Regions from separate parts of the Sus scrofa genome. Here all the other regions are linked to region 1. The links are chromatin contacts, called in public HiChIP or PLAC-seq maps. All regions are on one chromosome and are shown on one strand. Each heading gives the region's core, a stretch centred on a gene start, on an enhancer-like site or on the middle of the called end of the contact. The rest is flanking DNA. Distances are from core to core; before and after follow the strand shown.

The links. HiChIP or PLAC-seq counts read pairs in DNA pulled down with a chosen protein or histone mark.
Region 2: a contact with region 1 is called in an H3K27ac HiChIP or PLAC-seq map of skeletal muscle, with 5 times the contacts expected there. The contact joins two enhancer-like sites. A contact is called at or near these places in 3 of 47 Hi-C or Micro-C datasets (heart right ventricle and skeletal muscle) and 2 of 2 datasets of contacts at active chromatin or transcription factors (alveolar macrophages and skeletal muscle).
Region 3: a contact with region 1 is called in an H3K27ac HiChIP or PLAC-seq map of skeletal muscle. The contact joins the promoter of NFIA here to the enhancer-like site in region 1. A contact is called at or near these places in 1 of 5 promoter capture datasets (liver), 4 of 47 Hi-C or Micro-C datasets (brain, heart right ventricle, psoas muscle and 1 more) and 2 of 2 datasets of contacts at active chromatin or transcription factors (alveolar macrophages and skeletal muscle).

Annotation. Positions count from the first base shown.
Region 1 is chr6:151,023,903-151,028,916 of Sscrofa11.1, forward strand. All of the region lies in intron 2 of NFIA (nuclear factor 1 A-type), which reads right to left. Among named protein-coding and RNA genes, the nearest start is that of NFIA, 200 kb to the right of the region's middle. Within about 2 kb of position 2,314, at least 7 of the 83 cell types and tissues checked have an H3K27ac peak or open chromatin away from gene starts, as enhancers often do. A contact at or near this core is called in liver and skeletal muscle, where this site is marked.
Region 2 is chr6:151,249,206-151,254,219 of Sscrofa11.1, forward strand. LOC106507659 (a long non-coding RNA gene) reads left to right here. Exons shown (of 2, transcript XR_002345466.1): 2 at 1,469-2,201. Among named protein-coding and RNA genes, the nearest start is that of NFIA, 22 kb to the left of the region's middle. Within about 2 kb of position 2,741, at least 41 of the 83 cell types and tissues checked have an H3K27ac peak or open chromatin away from gene starts, as enhancers often do. A contact at or near this core is called in skeletal muscle, where this site is marked.
Region 3 is chr6:151,226,679-151,231,692 of Sscrofa11.1, forward strand. NFIA (nuclear factor 1 A-type) reads right to left here and starts at 3,095. Exons shown (of 11, transcript XM_021097780.1): 1 at 2,675-3,095. The coding sequence starts at 2,764.

The DNA of each region.
Region 1 (5,014 bases), core at 1,064-3,563:
GTCTGTGAAAGAACGTGGATCAGAGGTGCCAGACTTTCTCAAAAGGTTCAGCATGTACACGAGGAATGAGACCGTTGCAGAAGTGACATGATGACGGGAAAAAAAAGAGGAGAGCAAAGAAAAGGGAGGAAAACAGCAGCCTCAGCGGCCCATGCCTTCCGAGAGGACTTGGTTCTGTTTACACCTCCAGTGGCGCTTGGCCTGTGCCAGATCATAACTTGAAACTCTTCAGAAACCATCCTCTGACAGAGAGAGACCATTTCCAAACTGCTCTTCTCCATTATTTATACACTAGAGTCTGATAAAGACTTCATCCTTCATTACACACATCTGAAGCTTGATTCAGAACATAATAAAGTGTCAAAACATATTTTGAAGCTGGTATATAAAAGCAACCCAAACAACAGAAACAAGTTCTGTTGATATTTAGCTCTGTATTACAGCAACAGACTACGCAGACTAACACCATTAAATACTAGAATCCTAATATTCTAGTGCATTTACTTAAAAGAACAGGATCACTCAAAGGCGTCTTTCTGAAAGATACACAGTTCCCCCACTTCGTTAGGTGCTATTTTTCTCTCACCCTGATGCATTTGGAAGATCCTAAAAGAGCTTGTGAGCGAAAACAGGTTCTTGCACACCTTTATGGGATTCCATTCATTTTTTATTTAAACAAATACAATCATTTTCCAGCTAAAGAAACTAATTCAATTATTTTGTAACTTCTAACTGGGATAATTTCAAATAAAATGCCATCTAATTTTAAAATGAGATGAAACTAAATTAGATCAAAAAATTTCACAGAATTAGAAGTATATTTGTGATTCATTTTACGGGCAAAAAAAGGTCAGACAGAAGAGCTCAAGGACAGAATTTTTTACGTAAAGCCTTTTCTGAGACTTGAAACAGTATATAACATTATCGAAAAACTTTTTTTTTTTTTTTTTAAGGAAAACCTCTGTATCTGTGGAAAGCCTGACTCTGAACTTAACCTTGACTTCACAGGGTTAGAAGGAGCTGTCTGAAATTTGACCACATTTCAGCAAGAAGTTCAATGCAAGATCAAAAGGTCATGACACTTAACTGTGATTAAATTGAAAATATTACTTCTATTTCAACAGAGTTATAGCTTTACCATTCTCTTCCTTGGAGATACTGCAAAAAAGAAGTAGCACTACGAATGACCCTAGGTCAAGAAGTGCTAATTTATTACTTTAGAAATGCTCCCTGCTTTTAGGCAAATGAAGATTTTAATTATCGGGAAGTACTATTTTTAAAACATCTATTTAAAATTTTTTTCAGATGCTCTTAACCTGATGACTACAGCAAAAATTCTAGATTGAATCAAGGGTTCAAACAGCAGAAAATGTGAAAATATAAGTTTTTATTTAAGTCTGGCAAAGTGGTAGCTTTTATCATAATGTAAGAATAGCCACAGTGAAAACACAAACAAAAGCAGTACAGGTTAAAAAATTTTAGAGAAATTCTTGAGAATGAACCACAAAGTTAAATCCAAAGTCTGCACTGAAAACTGGAATGCAAATTTATATTGGACCATAGGTGAAATTTTAAGTCCAAAAATTAATATTACTTTTATAACAGGTGATTTAAAAAGATGGCATGATTACCTTCTCTTTTTCTAAAGGAATACTCTGTAATTTTGCCATTAAAAATTAAAAATTTAAACATTCTTAGAAGTAACTAAACATGTTTTAGGCGAAAAAGCATACCATCATTATTTTTGCACTGGAAATTTTTAAACCCTTAATATCCACAATTAAAATTATAAAGAAAATATCTAAGTTTGTTGTAGGGAAAGTTAAAATTCTTCCTGGTCATATCCCAAAATAGACAAATAAAATTTTGCCAAACAGAACATTTTCTTTGGAGTAAGACTAGCAAACCTAACTTCCGATATCATAGCTTTGCCGATGTTCTTTTGCTAGGTCTAATATCTTTCTGAGTAATCATTTCTTCGTGAAGAAAAGGAAAAAATATTTTTAATCTCAATTAATTTAAATATACCATAGCCAATTACTGTTCTGATATTTACCTATTAATATTAAGGTTAAAAAACAATGAGAAACACCAAAAATTATTTTAATAATCTAAAGATGGACTTCTTTGTTCTTTTAAATTTTCTTTTACATTTGCCACCCTATATTTATAAAAGATAGCATAATTATAGAAAACATGGACAGCAACAAAAGATGGCGACAGGTATGTTCAGAGAAAGTGTAACGTTCCCAGCCACAGAAAAAGAAGCAAACAAGCAGCAAACGACTGAGCAGCAGGAAAACAGCTCAGAGTTGGTCTGAAAGGGGCCGCAGCACTCTTGTGAAAGCTCAGACACAAACACTGGAGGAGGAGGCATGTAGCCAAACTGAAAACGGAATTTAATTTCTCCAGTTTTATTCAAAAGCTGGAGACACTGTTAGCCACTCAAGGACCGCATACTAAAATACACCATCCTGGTAACGGATAGGGAAAGCCAAAGATCTACAAGAAAAGTTAAATGATCTGAAAACTTTAGTAAGTATTTTTCACCATGGGCCATTTAATGCTGTTTCATTTTTAAACCAACAAGGAACAAAACTACCCTGTCCCGGTGCAATTCTACGTTGAGGACTCGTGGATATTTTCTCTAGGGCTGCAAAAAGTCATCGATGCTGTTAGGTATGGAGCCAACCAGCTGACCAGAATCAGAAATTAATTTCTACCCATACATAATTGATACAAATGAAAAGATCTCTTTCCTAAGCATTTGCATTAAAACACTATCATGAAGGTGAATAACAATTCATTTATTTTTCTCTTTTACATACTTGGTAGAGAGAGGTCAGAAGCCTAAGTAACTTTTTGTCTTACTTTTGGGGACAGTTATCACACGGTCACTTGATTCCCACCACCTGAAATAATTAGAGGCTCCAGATAAAAAAATCCACTCGCACAGAACTAGATGCTCTTCTCGTATCTGAGCACTCCCCCCACACACATGGCAGTGACTTTCTCTGGGTCCCTGAATGAAAGCCAGAAGATCTGTACATTACAAGGAAGAGAATATTATTTAAACTGTGTTTAAATGATGGCACTGGAAATGCTATTGTGAGGAAGTACATTAGGGTTATCAATTTATTTTTCCCATCTAGGGGTTTGCTTTTTCTTTAAGGAAACTTAGACTTCAACCTAACCTTGAAAAGCAATTTTTCTTTTGGTTTCTAAAAAATTTATGAGCAGAAATTTAAACCTAAAATAGACAGGGTTTCCATACAGGAGGCTGGATTGAGACCTCTTAATTGAACGGGTGGCCATCTATCTATGCATTTTTATGGCGCCTACAGCTATATTGCTGGAGTACTCAGACAAAGATATTTCGCTATCAATATAATCACTGGGGAAAGGAATAAAATAAATCCTAATGCCTACCTACTAGCCTCTGTTTCCACAAGCTTGCGTGATGCAGGAACGGAAACTTTGTACTGGATTTGCTACTTTGCCAAGTATCTAGCTCCCCTAACCTCAATTCTGCTCCCTTCTGCTTGGGACCTCACAGAATACTTCTTTTGGGATGATGAAGAGTGATAAAAACATGTCAATACGGTAAAACTGATCAGGCAAAAAAGGAGACATCACGTCCATGTATTTTCTGTTCTAGAGGCACAAAGCAAAGACAGAATGTTGTTAAATCTTCCTTGTGCTCAATCCAGCATTAAACTTTTCCTCTCCCATCCCGCTTCGCGGACCATACATCTCTCACAGTATGACTTACACCATGTTGTACTAAGGTACAACGAACGCCTATGAGAATTTGAGCTCCAAAAGAAAAGAATTCCTTTCTTACTCTCGTCTTATTCCCCAAGCCCTTCCAAGGGTACCTGGCCCAGCCAAGGATTTGATAATTGCTGAACGAAAGAGATACTGTGAATTTGCACTTGTTCAGTTTTCTAATGCTAAACCACTGCCAGGGACTGAAAATATACTAAGTTCACACCTAAAAGCACATGGGAACTTAGAGAAGGAAAGAGGAAGGCAGAAAAGGTCTTTATTTCTGTGTTACGTCCCCCTTCATGGGGCCTGGCAAGGGACAGACAGGCACATCCCTCTGGTTCCTGGGTGGGAAGTCTTAGGCAGCGTTTAGAAGTTGCAGACAATCACCCCTCTGATCCCCTGGCTGACACACCACAGAGGCTCGTCGGAATAATAAGAGCTGAGGACAGTGTCTGACACATAAAAGGCCCCCCAGAAATGAGTGCCAGCTGAAATGATGGATGGCAGAAATATTTTGCACATTCGAAAAAAAACAAAAGTAAGAGAACGCTGCCATGTCCTGACGCCCGAAGAGGGCTTCAAAATCCCAACCACAGCTATTGTGAATAGCTGATAAAGGGAGGGCGGCCACACAGTGGGGAGGAACCCTTCCCACCCCAAAACCAACCAACCTGTGTCATTCCTATTCGGTCAACATGATATCAGCAAAAGTCTATGAACCATAGAAGTACAAATTCTGGTTGCACAGGGAAAATCATTTCACCTAAGTTCAACCTCGCTACATGAATATTGATTTGGCTAAAGATGAAGTCTGAAAAGCCTTTGTCAGAATTTTTGCATCCAGCTTTGAATCTCTCAAATTAAAAGGTGGCAGGAAGAAATCAGAAGGAATTCAGAAACAAAAACAAGTCAGTCGAGTGAAAGAAAGTGAAAATGTCGCCTAAAAGAGATGGAGTTGTTGTGTGTAGCTGAAAAGGAAAGGCAAAATCAGGAATGAATCCCTTCCTGCAAATAAATGAAGCGCTGGAACATTCCTGGGGTAGAAGAAAATAAGGAATGGGGTGATTATACTCTGAATATAATAAGCAGTTACCCTCCAGAATTGTAGCCCTTAAAGACATTCAAAATTTAGGTAGATTTTTGTCTCTTCCAGAGGTTTGGGAAGACGAGTAGTTTGCAAGAGTCAAGGCAAAGAATCCAAGGTTCATTTTTCTATATCCATGATGTTAACATAATTCTATTT
Region 2 (5,014 bases), core at 1,491-3,990, 230 kb after region 1:
TTGCTCCTCACACACTTCAGGTGGATAAGCTGTTGTTCTTCAGCTGACCATGCGTGCACCCAGGGTGGGAATGTGGGTGCCATCACAGACGAAGGTGTGTGTTTGTGCCAGTTTGTTGTCTGACACCCCACCCCTCGTCCCTGCCAGCCCCACCGCTAAGAAATGGACTTTAACACAGCGCTCCAGAAACTCTCCTAGGAGTTTCTTCCTGGGAGAAGACACCACTGAAATTCTTTTGCAACCAAGGTTTATGTGTTTTGTCTAAAGAATCAAGAGAAGAGTTGCAAAGATTGCGAGCTGTGCAATGTCTCAGGTCAAGAGAACTTACTCAGGTCCTAGACACTCAAAACTCTGAAGGGGAAATCACCAAGAGTATTTTGCTCAGAAAGTACAGCTTTCCAGCTTCATGAGAATAAGGACTGCTTTCTGTACACCTCAAATCATTCAAACAACACAACAAGTCTCAACTGCCCCCTTTCACAAACAAAACACACACCCTCAAGTATTTCTGGTCCTCTTGTGGTTACCAAGCTATTTTGTAGCACATTAATGGTGATCCCCACTTTTGCAAAGTTTCTTGCTCTTTACCCTGATAAGTTGCACTTGTTCTGGGTAGAACACAACCTTGCCTTTGAGCCCTTGACCATGCTTTCAACCATTTTAAAGGTTACATTTTAGTCTTAAGGGATAAAAATGTTCCTTTCATCCTGTACACAGAGTGCCAGGGCCCAAAGTGGGCAAGTCTGTAGGAAACCCAATCTCTTGGCTTTGCTAAGATCAGATGGACAGTTTCAACATGCCAGTTCTTGTCTGCTAAAACGCCAGGGCAAGGTACTCAGGCCACTGCGGACAGACGGATCATCTGTTTCTCTGACTCTAGCGCTGGGCAGGCTGAGCACATCTACCAATTTTAAGGAAGAGAAATCGGCTCAGGCCAGAAAGAGCAGGAGAACCCCTTTTTCCATTAGGGCAACTTCATTAAGCAAGAGCTAGATCTTCACAAAAGGGGACACATTTTGCTTAAGCCTGTTCTTTCTTGGGAAGCATGGAGAGACCAGGCCCACCAATATCCTCGGTAAAAACTACCAGAAATGTGCAGTGCTCTAGGATGTCGGCTTGGGAGTCATTGAAGGCCAGACTGTTACAGTTAATCTCGCCTCTTTTAGTTTCCATTGCTCTCTTTCTCCTTTGGTCTCTTTCCTTCTTGGTGTTCCCTACCTCCTGTAGTTATGAGTTAATAAAAACATGTCCCTATTTTTAAAAAGATCCATAAAGTTGATGCTAAATTTGAGAGTTAATGTTGCAACTAAACTCTCCTGGAGCCACATCTTTTCTGTCTGTAATGCCAGCAACCATTTGTCCTTAAAAACTTACTATAATGATTCTTTCAAGGCCTTTGAGAAAATGTAATAAACAACTAATTGGAAAAAAAAGTAAAACCCAACTCTCACTTATTTTACTTTCTCAGATCAAGGAAACGGACTTCAAGCAAAATAATCAACTTTATGTAGTTTATTTTTAAACTCCTCTATTTTCAGTAGCTCATTTTCTTCCTTAACTAAGTCACACCGCTTTGTTCGAGTTCACATCTACCTCTCCCACGTGTCCCCACTAACCGACTCAGTGATTCGCACCCAGCGAGACCGAAGGAGTGGAAACCGTCCTGAAAGGAGCCCTGCCGGCATTTGGTCCCAGGGTAAAGCGCTCCATTTCAGAAGTTCTGAGAAAAGTGTCTTCTTCCGAAACTACCAGTGGAGCAAATCATTTACCTAATTCATTCAAGAGCCTCCATAGGAAGGACTTTGGAGCCTGATGATCCTCATAATTCGGTACTAATGAAAACCCCTTTGGCCCTTCGCTTTCGGCCCCGCGAGAGACGGCATCCGCTCCCAGGACGAGAAGAGCGGGCCTGGCTCGCGGCGGCCCCTCCCCATCTAACCCCAGATGGCACAACCCGAGAGCACAGCGACGACGGCGGCGACTCCAGACGCCGCCCGTGCCACCGTCCTATCCGCCACTGTGCCACTCTCGCCCCCTCTCCTCCAGCGCGGGCCCCTCCCGCTTTCCCTTCCTTCTCACCCTCCCCAGGGCTTTTTATGGGGGTAAGAGGTAAATTGGGAATATTTCCTCTGTCGCGAAACATTCTCCTTCCTCAGCCATCTCCCACTCGGGCGGATTGGAATTAAAATCCGGTAATTCAACTTTGCTGCGAAAACTCGGGTTCCTGGGGAGGGGCCGGAGGGAAGGAAGACCCCGCGGTGAATGCGCAGCCCTAGGAGGCTCCCATCCCGCCTCGCTGCCGCCCGGCGGGGAGGATGAAAGCCGAAGGCCGGGGAGGGGCTGCGCGCTCCCCCGAGGGGGCTAGGGTTTGGGGCGGAGGAGGCCGAGGCTAGGTGGCGAGTGCGGGGCCGGGGCTTCAGGGCTCGCGGGTACCCGGACCCTCTTCCCAGGCTGCGCGCTCCCGGCCCTGCAGGTGCACCCCCTCCGCCCCCTTGCAAGCCCCTCCAAGAAAACCGCCTTCCGGCCCAAGTTCGGTCCTTGGAGGCTTTGAACGTGGCCTTTCAGAAGTTTTTAAAGCTGCTCCGCCCCGCGCAGCATTCAAGGGTCACACTCCCCTCCATCCCTCCACCCGCGCTACAGCTGCAGCACCAGGGGGTGCAGGGAAGGAGTGGGGCGGGGTGTGGGGGGAGGCCGTCGGCAGGCCGAGGCTCAGGGGTCCAAGCACCGCCCAGAAGCGCCAAGCTCGGCCTAGAGCGCTTGGAGATCCGCTCCCGAGCCCAACCTCTGAGGAAGCACAGGCAGACAGCTCCTGCACCGCGCCAGCCACGGGGGGGTGGGGGTGGGGGTGGGGGAGAGGGGAGGGGAGGGGCAGTGGGGAGAGGAAGAGAGACCGGGCGGGGGAAGGGCACAACCACATTACCAGGGTTCCTGTGCTGAGCTGCAGCCAAGGGACTATTTAAACTGGCCTTGAGGGGAGGCAGCTGGTGACCCGCGTCCTCGCCCTCCAAGTTCCCCGCGAATCAGGGCGCCACCTACAGGCAAGTTTCGGATAGCAGGAGGGAGAAAGGGAGACAGCCCGTCAAGGAAAGCCACCCAGGGGAGCAGGACCCTGTTTTCTCCAGGGCCATCTCCCGCTCCTGAGTCTGAGTTCTGAGCTCCAGAGTTATGGATCTACTGGCAGCAGCAAGAGTTCTGAGGGCACTGAGAATGAGCTTTTAGGGAATGAGGAATTGAGGTAGTAAATACAGGAGTTGGAGGATTCATGGACCAAAGTCCCTCTTCTAGGCTGGTCTTAGAAAATGCAGCTTGTTTCGCTGAGAAGAGTGGCTGTGTGGCCGTGGACAAGTTGCTTGATCTTTCCAATCCTTGGTTTCTTCATCCCTTAAAAGAGGTATAGTGGTGCCTGCCTGACAGGGTCTTTTCTAGAATTAAACGAGATAATGTAGATGAGAAACTGCAGGTGCCTTCTAGAGGGAGATTTCATCGATTTCTAATATGGAAAAACTGTCTTTTAACCTAGGAAATCTAACTTATAAGACTTTGTCTAGCTTCTTTCTGTTTGTTGAAGATTAGGGCCTTTGAAGAGGATAGAGAGAGTCAAAGAGGTGTGAGTGTCTGATTAGGATAGAAGGACCAGTTAGTGGAAGTTTTGACAACTGCTCTCTAGCTAACCCCCTTCTTATAGACATATAATAACATATTATATTTATGCATCACTTAGTATTGCTATTTACTATTACCTCATTTAATTTTATCACTTATATGGCATATGTTTTTCCCATATTGAAGATGTGAAAACAAAGACGTGGGGATACAAGCCATAGCTGGTACCTTTTTTTTTTTTTCTTTAAAGAAAATTTCCAACTTAGCAGCTCTAGATCTGTATTTCAGAATCTACCTTTGACATCAATTTATTAAGCACCTACTATGTGCTTGGTTATATATATTAGGAATTTCACATGTGATTCTCAGGTCTCATGTGATTCTCATATCATGTCTGTGAAGCAGGACTTCAAGATCTCCCTTCACAGAAGAGGAGAGCTCGGTTCAGGGAGACCCAGGGCATCATTTAATGTCCTACAGAGAAGTGGTGGAGCCAGGTCATGAGGAGCCCTGATCTTCCGACTATACATCCACGAACCTTCTACTGCACCAAAACTGAGCATATTCCCAACTAGCTTTGGGGCACACATACAAGTTTGGGAAAGGTCACCTGGAGAAGTGGACACCTTGATGGTTTCTCCATGTTGAAGGTGTAGTAAATGACGGCGTCTAGAACCTTTAGTAATGGTAGAGTATTACAGTGTTTCCTAATGAAATATTGACCATGGGAGAAGTGGGCAGGGGTGCAATGGAGAAGCCAAGGAATGAGTTGATCTGTATACTTTTATAAATATGAATAACATTTATTTAATGATGGAACCCACCAAATCTCATTACAACAAATACTCTTGTAGAATTCCCATTATGGCACAGCAGAAATGAATCCAACTAGGAACCATGAGGTTGTGGGTTCGATCCCTGGCCTTGCTCAGTGGTTTAAGGATCCAGCATTGCTGTGAGCTGTGGTGTAGGTCAAAGACACAAGACCGGCTCAGAACTGATATTGCTGTGGCTGTGGCATATAGGCCAGCAGCTGTAGCTCAGACTGGACCCCTAGTCTGGGAATCTCCATATGCCGCAAGTGCGGCCCTAAAAAGCGTGCGCGCACACACACACCAAATAGTGTTACATTGAAAAGGTTGGTATAATGTAGCTATTGCCAAATTCTAGCATTTGACCTATAGTAGAGTGCTTTGTTGATTTGGTTACAAAAATTATTTATAATAAGTATTTTTCTGGCCTTTATCCATGTAATAGTACCAGTTTATGATGAAAGGGCTGGATTATTTAGGCAGGAAAATTGTACTCCTTTCAGTTCTTTTGTTTTTCCATGGTGTAGCAATTACTCATTAGTTCCCCTTCTTACCTACCAAAGTACTGAATCAAACCAGCAGTCCTACCCAGAGCACTT
Region 3 (5,014 bases), core at 1,845-4,344, 200 kb after region 1:
GTTGTTGTTGTTGTTGTTGTTTAATGGAGGAAAGCAATTTAATGCTGATATTTCTACTTTTAAAACTTCCTTTGTTGCAGCAGTGGGTATGCCCGCGACTTCCAGCTTTCTGCGGTTAGCAGTATTATCTTAAGTAACTTTTGGCGCCCTACGTAAGACTTTTGGATATGGGACGATTGTTTGCGCCCTCTAGGCAAGGGCTGGATCCAAGTTCAGCACCAAAGCCCTTCACATCCGCTCCTGCTTTCTCTCCTATCTCCGCCAGCTCCCGCTCCCTCCCCCGCGGGAGGGGAGGGGGAGGAGGCGGGGGAAACACTACAAAGCACAGTTCCAACTACAGCCTTTGGAAACAGGACTGAGAAAAATACAGTAGAAGAGTTACAGTTACAGAGAGGCTTCTGGTAACTTTCTCTCCAACAGGCATAAATTTAAACACACGCACAAAGAAACAGATGTTCCTCAAAGGGCAGTCTGGGGGTAAAAAGCATTTCCAACTCTCTCCCCAAGTTGCAAAAGTAAATCCAAGATACTAGGATACTTGAAAGAAAGCAGGGAAGGAGGGCGAAGGATAGGAGAAAGAAGAATGTAGGAAACACAGGTGAAGTACAAAAACTACTGTACTGCAATCACATAAATGACCCATTGTTAGGAAGGATAAGCCCCTTATTGGAAATAACTGCTCCAATCATTTATTTTGCAAGTGCTAGGAGGCTGCCTTGAAATGGGATTGTCTCTGTGCAAAGGAGGCTCCTGTCATGCTCTCTGCTATCCATATTCTTCCTGGCACAGAGCCCAGCCTTGCATTTGCTGTGTTTTATTTGCAGAAATGTTACCTTGCCAGTTTTAGTGAAATCCTCTTAGATATATAAATTACGTCAATAAGATTTCACTTATATGTACATCTCAAATACCTCTAATTTTGGAGGTTACTTAATAGGAAGATCTTATTAATATGATTTACATGTTAATGCCCAAAGCAGTGAAGATAAGATTGGGGCTCATGGGTGACAACACCATTTACTAGTTCTTACCAAGACTAACTTTATTACTAGCATTTCCAACATTTTTCTTTTCTCGTTTTTTTGATGTGCAGTCACTTGTGTGCAGATTTTTCTTATATGCATATATGCTTAAATTGAATCATGGACCTGAACTGAGCATCCAAGCAGATTCTTACATCAAACTTCCAGGCCAGATTTGATTAGAAGGCCTAAAGCCTTGGGAAACAGCTCTAAGGGAATTGGATCCAAAGATGGGAAAGAGCCTATATTATTTTCCATTCACTTCTCAACAGAATTAGTTGTCTACACTGCTCAGAGGGAAGGAAGAAATGGATATATTTTAGTCACAGTCTGCCAGTTACTGTCTCCAAGACAAGCTACTGCAGTTGGTTTCCACTGGATTGGTGTCAAAGACTTGTCCAAGAGGCCAGACTCCAGCTAAGAGTTAGCAAGTCAGCAATCTTCCACACACACCCTCCACAGGGGTTGTTGTGGTAACAAGAAGAAATGTGAACTTGGCCAGTCTCAATATCCAGGTCCCTACTGACCATATGTCTAAGCAGCAAAATTCAAGGAAAATCAAGAAAAACATCCTCTTTCTCCCCCTTTTCCTTTCAAATGTACAAAACAGCTGTCAGTACACCTGTGAAACATTCTCTCTCCCTTAAAACTGTTGTTTAGAGTTCAAGAAGAGAGGCTTGTCTATTCCTTCAAAGTACCTGAAAAGCCAAAGCTTTTAAGATAATCAGAGTAAGAAGTTTTGCAATGCTAAGTATGCAATATATCACTTCCGAAAGCTCACTACGGTCCCATAGTTTTTAAGCCACATACTTTTAAAAGCTGAATCTCACCTTCCACAACCCTTAACAACATTCCTGAACTTACAAATAATAATTCATGCAAAGTTAAACATTTCTGTAGAAGAATTTAAAAAAAATAAAAAACTTTTCCCAAAAGGCAATGGAAGAAGGCATACGATTTACGCAAACAAAACAAAACTACACCAATTAGGTTTTCTTTTCTGAAACTCGAAAACTCTTTCCTATTATGCTTGCTAAATCCGGAAGAGCCTGTAGCTTTGACAGCTTGAACCACACCATCCCCTTCAGAGCCGCAGAGAACTTCAGATCTTGTCTGCCCCGCCCCCTCTGGCTACTGCGAGCCAGTGTACACCCAAGCTTCCTCATGATTGGATAAAGCTCTAGTCAATCTCCCAGGTTGTCCCATTGATTAGAGGATCGAATCGTCAATTACTCTCCGGTCCAGACATTTCTTTTCGGGTTAGGTTGACTGCTGAGGCCAGACGTCTTTTTACAGAACCGAGCACGTACAGGATTCCCCCCCCTCCCCTTTCTGGAACCGAGCAAGCACTTGGAGGAGAAAAAAAAATCTGTCAAGCTCAGCAATTTTTTTCAAATCTCAGGAAGAAAAAAAAAAGGAAACCCAGTCCCTAATGCACATAGCAAAATAAATAAATAAAAGCCATCCACAAAGCTACATCTTTAAAACAAAACCATCACAATAGACATTTACCCAGCAATCACGTCAGTGCATATGCAAGCTAGAGAAAATTTTAAGTCTTAGCCATTAACAAAACCATTCTACCATTATTGTTGTTTATAAAACGCATATCGTATAAACGCAAAATAGAAAGTTTAAGATGTACCACGTACCATTGCAATGTAAAAAGAGTACGTGAGAAACTTTAAAATGTTCAGACGAATTGCTTCATTTGTTGTCCCCCTTTTTTTTTTTTTTTGCATTAAAAAGATATCTTAATAAACTTGGAACCGTTGAAAACCCGGAAGAGATTTTTTTTTAAGCTGTTGGCCAATTGCAGGCTTCTTGGAGATTTTTTTTTTTTTTTTCTCCAAATCAGGAGGCTTCTGCAATTGCAATGCGCGCTCTCTGCCTCTCTCACTGTCTCTCCTCTTTTGAAAGCGATCCAACCCGGGCTGGCTGGTTCTCAGATTCTCTCTGGTTTTGCCTTGTGTGCTTTGGATTCTACGAGACTTTGCCGAAGTTGCAATCGGTTCGCAGTCCCTCTCTCCTCTCACTACCCGCTTGTTTATTTCCGCAATCGCTGCAATTTGCATAGTAACCACGCACGGGGCGCCGGGGCTGCCTGCAGAGGGGGCCCGGAGGGGGCAGGGAAAGGCCTTGCCCCCGCTCCCTCCCCCCGTCTCTCTCCCCGCCAGTCTCCTCCTCCCCCACGGCGTGTGGCCAATAGGAGCCCCGACATTCAGCGCAAGCTCGGGTCGGGACACCGTTTGGAAGAAAAGCCCCTGTGTTACTAGGCCCCGCTCACAGGACCGTGTTTTTGGCGCAGTAGGAGTTCCCCTGCTTGCGGACCTCGCAGCCGGTACTAGGGAGATGTGAGGCTATGATACCTTTGCCTGCGGTTGTGCGGGTTTTGCACGTTTTAATCAAGTCTGCACACCTGCTTTCTCGGTTTCTTTTTCCATAGCCTCTGGTGAGTTATTAGGTTAGTTCATGATGGTTAGTGAGAGATTTAACCTTTATTTGCACTGGTGTAGACCAAGAGTTAAAGATCCTCTTTGGATCATTAAATCAAGAGAGTGCAAAATGTCACCGAGAACTTGCAGTGAAATAAAGCTTCTACTCTAGCTTCAGAAAGGAAAAAGCATTGCCACTACTCTCTGCAGATGGCTGAACATAAAAATGGTTAGGTGGGCTCCCTCAAGAATAAAGCTGTTCCTTTAAAGCAGGAGATGCAGTGAAATTCGAATGTAATTGCAAGCGTTTAATTGGTCAATATCCTTACAAAACCTGGGTTCCACAAAATTTAATGCACTTCTCCACCTCCCATCCCCCCCAAAGGAGACCTGTTTCAACATTTAAAGGAGGTAGGGGGTTAAAACCCAGTTGCTGAAACATCAAATCCTTCATTTCACTGATTCGTCTTATATGATTAATCCAGACTCTTTAAGATCAGGTGATCAGGATATTTCAGTGTCAACCTTTTATGTGTTTGTTTTATGCAACAGACTAGGCATTGGTGCAGTGGTGGTGCAAGGGAAGTATCCCTTTAAATGGAAAGCATCACAACCAGGTATTGCCTTTTTTTTTTTTTTAATGTGTTTGCTTTGCATCAGTTAAGTAGCTTAGGACATTTTGCTGAATAACTGAGTGACTGGAAAATGTGTGCTTAAGCTCACTTGATAAAAATTATCCAGTAAGAAGTCAAGAGGAATAGGAAGCAACTTGGCGGTTGCCTGATTTTCTTAACTGTCCTTGGTGAAGTTACCTAATTAATTGATAACAGAACCTCGAGCAGTTAAATCAGAAGTTAGAGAATCCTCCTATTCTATTTTGAACCACATTTTTGGCTTTAGGCTTGCACTTTACAACCAGGTAACTGATGCAGCATTACTAGGAGGTACTATATTGTGACTGCCCTTGGTGTTAGGCAACATTTGCTGTTCTGGTCTGCCTCCGATAGATTCGGATATTGTCTGGCTCTAGAAACTCTGTGGCATTTTAATCCTGGCCTCCTCCACTGAACATACATTTCCACTTGGCATGGTATGATACTTTTGCCCTAGAAATACACTTGATGAAATGTAGTGGCTTAAGGAAAAAGGAAAAATAAATTTTTTAAGTAACCAAAAAAGTTCTAGGCCTAGTTCAGCTGGAGCTCGGCCGGCTGTGTGATCTTGAGATGGTTGCATAACACCTGTAACATAGGATATCTACCTAATGTGAGAATGGAGGTCTGTTTTGTCAAGAGCTAAGAGCCTTTGAAATGCACAAGAGGTATCAGCTTGTATTGCATTGCTCTGTAAATGCTATAGTCTGAGTAATCCCTAATGCGAAGCAAGCCAGGCCTTGTCAATTGGTGGTAACAGTGAGTTTTGTCTGCAATGTCTATAATTCATTAACTTAATCTAATATGGTAGTTTAGCACCATTTCCAAAGAGACCTTTCACATCTCCATCTAGTCAACAACAACATGGCTTTGGAATCCCATTTAGGTGTTAATGTTGGTCCTA